Linked DNA regions of Mus musculus: region 1 is linked to region 2. The links are chromatin contacts, called in public HiChIP or PLAC-seq maps. All regions are on one chromosome and are shown on one strand. The core of a region is the stretch at or near the end of the contact, and the rest is flanking DNA. Distances in the headings are between cores, read along the strand shown.

Region 1 (3,061 bases), core at 91-2,590, 360 kb before region 2:
CCAGCCTCGGGATGGTGAGGAAATGCTGCATGTTCACTCCGTTTTCAATCAGGAGCTTTACAAAGTCCACCCGATCTAGGACAAGAGCATCCAGCATGGCTTGCTCCAGGGCATTCACCTGCAGGAAATCCAGAAGGGAGACCATGAGTGGCCTCCCAGAAGACTCCAGGCATGAGACCTTAGGACATCCCATGGAAAGTTCCGGAATGTTTTGATATTTTGTTTGTTTGCTTTGTGCACGTGCGTGCATGCATGTGTGTGTTGGGGGCATGTTTTGTTAACCTGGTGCTGGAAATTGAGCCCATGGCCTCACATATGACTGTCAAGAGCTGCACTAAGGGCCTGCACGACAGTCTGTGGTTCCCAAGGTTGTTTCCTTTGAATAACCATGCCTTAACCTTCTCCCCTCTGCTTTCAGTTTGGTCCCCTCATGCTCTGTCAAAGTTTGTAAGGGATTCTATCTTTTAAAAATGAGTCAAAGAGCCAGGCGTGGTGGCGCACACCTTTAATCCCAGCACTTGGGAGGCAGAGGCAGGCGAATTTCTGAGTTTGAGGCCAACATGGTCTACAGAGTGAGTTCCAGGACAGCCAGGGCTACACAGAGAAACCCTGTCTCGAAAAACAAAACAAAACAAAACAAAACAAAACAAAACAAAACAAAACGACAACAACAAAAAGAGTCAAAGAGGCCATGGAGTTGGCTCAGAAGTTACAAGCACTTCTTGTGCTTGAGGAGGACCCAGGTTCAATTCTCAGGGCTAACATGTTAGTTCACAACCTCCCTGCTAACTCCCATCCCAGGGGACCCAGTGCCTTTTTTTGACTTCTGTAGGGATTAGGTGTATGTACATGGTGGTGCACATACACATATGCAGGCAAAATACTTACACATGTAAAATAGTAAAAATGAATCTAAACAAATTTCTAATGAATTAAAGATAGCCATCCCAGCGTTTGCCCTGCTAAGTTTCTCTCTGCTGTTTCCTTGACTGGGGAGCATTTTTGGCAGTGGTCAGACCATGTGGGCATGTCATAGTCCACTAGGGTGCCGTTGGGTGAGTGATGACCACACGCTCCTATTTATGGAACCAAGGTACCACTCTGAAAGGAAGTTCTGGTCATTTACTCAGTAGTAGCTCTCTCTGCTTGGCAGACATGCAGACATTTGGGGCAGGAAAATATGGGAAACAAACCACATATTTAGAATTCATGCCACAAAACCCTTTTGAAGTGGTAGTGTAGAAAGGAGTGATAGGTGGTTAGCAGTAGCTAGCCTCCGGCTTGGGAGGCTGGAGCCATCATGCATGTTTTCCAGGTCTCCCTCTGCAGTGGCAAGCATATGCCACAGGGACAACCACTCCTCCTTACGAAACAGCTGTGACCACCGACGGCTACATTGAAGTGAACACACTATTGCCATGAAGTATTGACATTAACCCATCTGTCCCCCATCCCGGCAGGGATGAAGCAAAGGTAACAAGGGAGTCTCTTCCGGAGAACTTGGGGAATGCCAGTCCAGAACTCTGAAGACACACGGGCAAGGACACGAGCACGTGAGCACACACCCAGTTGAGCAGCTCAAGCTTCCGGGGGTCCGTCTCTTCCTCCACTTCCTCTTTCACTTTGCCTTTCTTCTTGCCTTTTCCTTTTCCTCTCCCCTTGGTGGTGGCTGTGGGTGGCTTCTTTTCCTTCTCTGTGGCTTTGGTGTCCACAGGAGGGGCCAGGCTTCCCAGTGGCTGCAATCCACAACAAGCATATTGGGAAAAGGTACCAAGACCACCCCCCACTCATTTTAAGATATGCACAGGGACACCCTGAACTCTATGTGCATGTGTGCATACACACACACACACACACACACACACACACACACACACGAATAGTACAGATGCACGTACACATTGTAAGGTACACATTCCTATTCCTGCAAACAATGCCTCAGTGTGCACGTGGTGAAGTTATGCATCCATGGTTAATGCTATGAACATATACATAAGTATTCACACATGCACACACCCAAGACACATATGCACCAGCACACACAGGCATACACACATGTACACACACAGTCAACTGTGGCCTGGCAGTCTGATGAAGAAGATCTTGATACTGTGAACCACTGTTCCTGATGGGCACAAAGAGTTAGTTGGCCTAATATGTATATTTGAAGCAAATAACATATTGATTGATGGGTATATTTTAAGGAAAGGATGCTGAAACACAAACTAAAAGGTACCAGAGGTGTGCTGATAGTCCTCTAATGATGGGAGAATGTGACTGTGAATGGGTCAGAGGCAAAAGATATAATGCAAGTTGCTATTTCGGGAGAAATGTGAGCTAGAGATTATTATGGCTAAAACAGCTCTGGCAGGTACCTTAGAGCTGTGTAATGTGGTGGTGGATGGAGGCTTCAGGAGCCCATAGAGTATAGTGATAGATGGAGACTTCAGGGACATATGCATGTGGTGATGGATGGAGGCTTCAGGGGCACATGCATGTGATGATGGATGGAGACTTCAGGGACACATGCATGTGGTGATGGATGGAGACTTCAGGGACACATGCATGTGGTGATGAATGGAGACTTCAAGGGCACATGCATGTGGTGATGGATAGAAGGAGGTTTCAGGAACACATGCATGTGGTGATGGATAGAGGCTTCAGGGACACATGTGGTGATGGATGGAGACTTCAAGGACACATGCATTTGGTGATGGATAGAGGGAGGCTTCAGGAGCACATGCATGTGGTGATGGAGGGAGGGAGGCTTCAGGAGCCTTGAGGACACTTACAGTGTGGTGATGAACTGGAAGTTTCAAGGGCTCAATGTAGTACAGTGACAGACGGAAGGCCTCAAGGACTGAGGGTGCTCACTCAGTGGAATAGGAGGGAGAAAGAAGTGGGCCTGATCCCCTGGTAAGTGTGGGATGAGGGGCCTGTCATGGTAACACAGCCAGTGTCAGAACCACTGGACCCTCTGCTGACAGCCTCTCCCTACTGCCTTCCTCCCATCAGGCTCTGCTGGTGGGTTGTCCACGACACACTCCCTCCTCTTCTTCCT
Region 2 (3,457 bases), core at 840-3,339:
TTCTTTGCTTGCGTTTACTTGACAGCACATCTGGTGGAATATACTTCTACAGAAGACCAGCTGAAACAACTAGCTTCATGGGCTTGAGCAACTTCCCAACTGATTATTGTTGGGTTAGTTGGACTATAGACTATAAATTATCACAATAAATTCCCTTAATATAGAGAAACATTCCATAAGTCCTGTGACTCTAGAGAACCCTGACTAATACAGTGGATAACCCTCAATTTTTTTAAAATATTTATTTATTTTATTTATGAGTACACTGTCGCTGTCTTCAGACACACCAGAAGAGGGCATCAGATCCCATTACAGATGGTTGTAAGCCATTATGTGGTTCCTGGGAATTGAACTCCGGACCTTTGGAAAAGCAAGCAGCCAGTGCTTTTAATGGATGAGCCATCTTTCCAGCACCCCCCCCCCCCCAATTATTTATCATCTATCCAGTTTCAGTTATTTTGTTATAGTGGCAAAAATAGAGTAAGTAGCCCTCAGGGTGACTCAGGGACAGTAAGTATTATTCCAAGGGAGGAGGCACAAAGATACAGGAGCCCAATAGAGGGCTCAGGGGAAGGGAAGGGGAAGCAGAGGGAAAGGACCAAGGTCTGTGGGTTTCAGAAGCAAAGGGGAGATCTATCAGGGGACACTGGACACAGAGAGGGTCAGGGACTTCAGGAAAGCGGGCACCTCGATGGCTTGGTTCACACTGAAGCATGCTGGTGGGAGCGGGCCTGGGGGTCCTGCCCACATAGGTATTAAAGGTGAAACTGGAAAGAAGGTCATGGCTCCCAGGCAGTGGCTTGTGAAGGCAGATCTGGGTCTGCACTATAGAAGCTGCCTGGCATTCTGGGTCTGGTGGGCCAGGGTGGCAGTCTCCTGGTCTGCTTCATCTCAGAGCTTCTGCCACCTTTGAACGTTAAGGAATGGAGGCAGGGAGACTAATCTGAGACACAGCCTGATTGTGAGCCCGCTTTAGAAGGGGTCTGAGCCTGTATTCCTGCATACCTAAGACCCTATACTCTGGAGGGGAACATTTAGACAGGACATTCAAGGTTAGCTGGTGTGTACAGGCAAAAGAGTTACTGGGAACCATTGTAGCAGTTCTTGGTGGGAGAAGCCCTTGGGTTGCAGGGCTCAGGAGGAAAAGAAGACAGGCCTCGGGGATGGAGATGGAATTCAGGAGCCAGGGGGTCCCATACATGGCTGCATCAGCATCCTTTGGGCAGCTTGCTGAACACACATTCTGATTTTACAAACCCAGGAAGGAGCTACAGTGTTTCCTGGGTGCTGGGTGCTGCTTCTGACACTTAATGTTATAAACTAACTCTATGCCTTTTCCCTTTCTTTCAGGAAGAAAGAAAGGAGCGTGGGCAAGGCCAGTTGAGCCTGTTGGGTGTAGTTTGGGGTGGGGTGACCTTGACATGCCTCCTCCTAAAAAAAAAAAAAAAAACCAACAACAAAACAAAAAACAACCTCAGAACTGTTTTTGTTTGTTTGTTTGTTTGTTTTTGTTTGTCTGTTTTGTTTTAAGTACCCAGAGTGCCTATGGGCCTCTGACAAGGCTCTTTGTCCTGGACACCCCTTTGGCCTTGTTACAGTCTAATGGGCCTTCCTGGAAGTGGAGCTGGGTCCTTAGTCCTGTCCAGATGTCCCTGTCCTGGAGAGTGCCGGGCCAGGAGAGGGCAGGGTGAGGTGATTGCTAGGAAAGGAAGTACACCGGGTCACAGTCAGCCTCTTCAAGCCGATTTAGGAATGTCAGGAGGGGAGGGGAGGCAGGTACAGTGGAGGGGTTTCTGTTAGAGACTTTGGACCTCACGTGGAGGGCAGAGTGACCCAGGGGTTCCTCCCGGTCCCCACACGTGCGGTAGACGGCCCCTGTGGTCTTGCTGTATGGTTGTGGCAGGTAGTGTACCGAGCCCGAAAGCAGTTAGGGACAGGTGTTCAAGCCTACAGAGGCGTGCTGTGCCCTTCTTAGCCCGAGAGCGTAGGAGATGGGTACCGGATCTCAGAAGCAGAGGAACCCAACCCTTCTCCCTACAACAACCAAAGGGACTCAGCGGCTTTAAAACGGGCGGGGCCCCGTGACGTCATCTCTTGAGGGAGGAGCGAGCTGTTTCCCGGAGCCACTTCCCACCAGCTCTTCGGTGGTGGGTGGTTCCTGGGCCTGCTGCTAGTTTAGGGCAAAGTCTTGATTTTCTAGCTCCAAGAGCTACTAACAAATCACTTAACATCGTCAGGCACTCTTCTCTCATTTATGAAATAAATGCATTTGTTTATAACTCTAGAGGAGCTAACGTATGTGCAGTACAAGGCTGACCTTTGTGCACCTTTGACACCGTTTTAATTTTTAAAATTAAAATATTCTCCGTGTATGGGTGTTTTGCCCGCAAGCGTGTCTGTTGCCAACTAAGGGTACTTGATCTTTCCGAACCGGAGTGACAGACGGTTTTGAGCCATCTTTTCTGGGATACGACTAATGTTCTCTGGAAGCAATCAGTGCCCTTAATTGGCATCTCTCCAGTCCTATCACCATTTTTTTATGGACCGTATCTAGTGGCCAGCATCTCCTGGCAATCCTGAATGCCGACGGATGAGGGTTGCAGATGGAGTAGAAGGACGCAGAGCACATGAGCAGGTGTGGAGTCTGTCGACTTCTAAAGTGACGAGGTCTCATCCCCTCCATTTCTCCCATCTTTCTGGGGTGGACCTCAGCCTGAGGAGCTAGGGCAAACTAGCCTTCTGAGGAAAGCATCACCTTGGTGCTGTTCTCTTGGCTGACCTCAAGTTTTCCTCCATCTGCGTAGTACCAGTGGGCCCGGGAGCCCATAATTAGACTAATGAGGTGTCTGTTGCACACACGTCTGTGCCTAGGCTCCACTCTGATGGCTACCCAGTAATTTGCCTGATCTCTCGGATAAGTCCTTTGCCTGGACAGGTTCCCACCACAAAGTGCCCCATCTCAGGGTGGAGCCTGTAATTGCTGCTGCTTTGCACGCTCTCTATTTTCCCACCTGCCTATGGCCCTGAGAGTCCTCAGGGGCCCGCCATCACATCAGGGGAACCCACTAAGCCAAGGGACGGGGCTGTGCAGGAGATGTAATAGACCATATGAACTGTCTGCTGTTTGAAGGCATGGTGGAAGAGGCAGCCAAACCTAGCCAGCTGTTGACCTTTTGGTACTGTGAAAGGAGTGGTGGGTATCTGGGAGATGCTCTGTCTGTGGGTCTGTCCCTCAGTGTTCATCCATGCTCATTTACAGTACCTTGTTCCAGGGCTTTGGGGCCTTTGTCGCTTCTAGATCTCTCTAAACACCTTGGTTTTTGAGCCGCAGCACCACAACCACAGCCTGCGAAGAGTGTGTGTTGGTGTTAGAACAGGACCATTGGCCCTGGAGAGTCTAAGTAGGAGGCTAAGGCTGCCTGTGGCTTACAAATAAGAGGCGGTGGGCAGGCAGGTA

What was found. HiChIP or PLAC-seq counts read pairs in DNA pulled down with a chosen protein or histone mark.
Region 1: a contact with region 2 is called in an H3K4me3 HiChIP or PLAC-seq map of bone marrow-derived macrophages, with 5 times the contacts expected there. The contact joins two enhancer-like sites. A contact is called at or near these places in 1 of 39 promoter capture datasets (pre-B cells), 1 of 15 datasets of contacts at CTCF or cohesin (large pre-B cells) and 1 of 115 datasets of contacts at active chromatin or transcription factors (bone marrow-derived macrophages).

The regions. Positions count from the first base shown.
Region 1 is chr7:64,216,165-64,219,225 of GRCm38.p6, reverse strand. It overlaps Trpm1 (transient receptor potential cation channel, subfamily M, member 1), which reads right to left. Exons shown (of 27, transcript NM_001039104.2): 11 at 1,566-1,736; 12 at 1-118. Among named protein-coding and RNA genes, the nearest start is that of Mir211, 12 kb to the right of the region's middle. Within about 2 kb of position 1,340, at least 11 of the 459 cell types and tissues checked have an H3K27ac peak or open chromatin away from gene starts, as enhancers often do. A contact at or near this core is called in bone marrow-derived macrophages, where this site is marked.
Region 2 is chr7:63,857,298-63,860,754 of GRCm38.p6, reverse strand. No RefSeq gene overlaps it. Among named protein-coding and RNA genes, the nearest start is that of Gm39023, 6.4 kb to the right of the region's middle. Within about 2 kb of position 2,089, at least 232 of the 459 cell types and tissues checked have an H3K27ac peak or open chromatin away from gene starts, as enhancers often do. A contact at or near this core is called in bone marrow-derived macrophages, where this site is marked.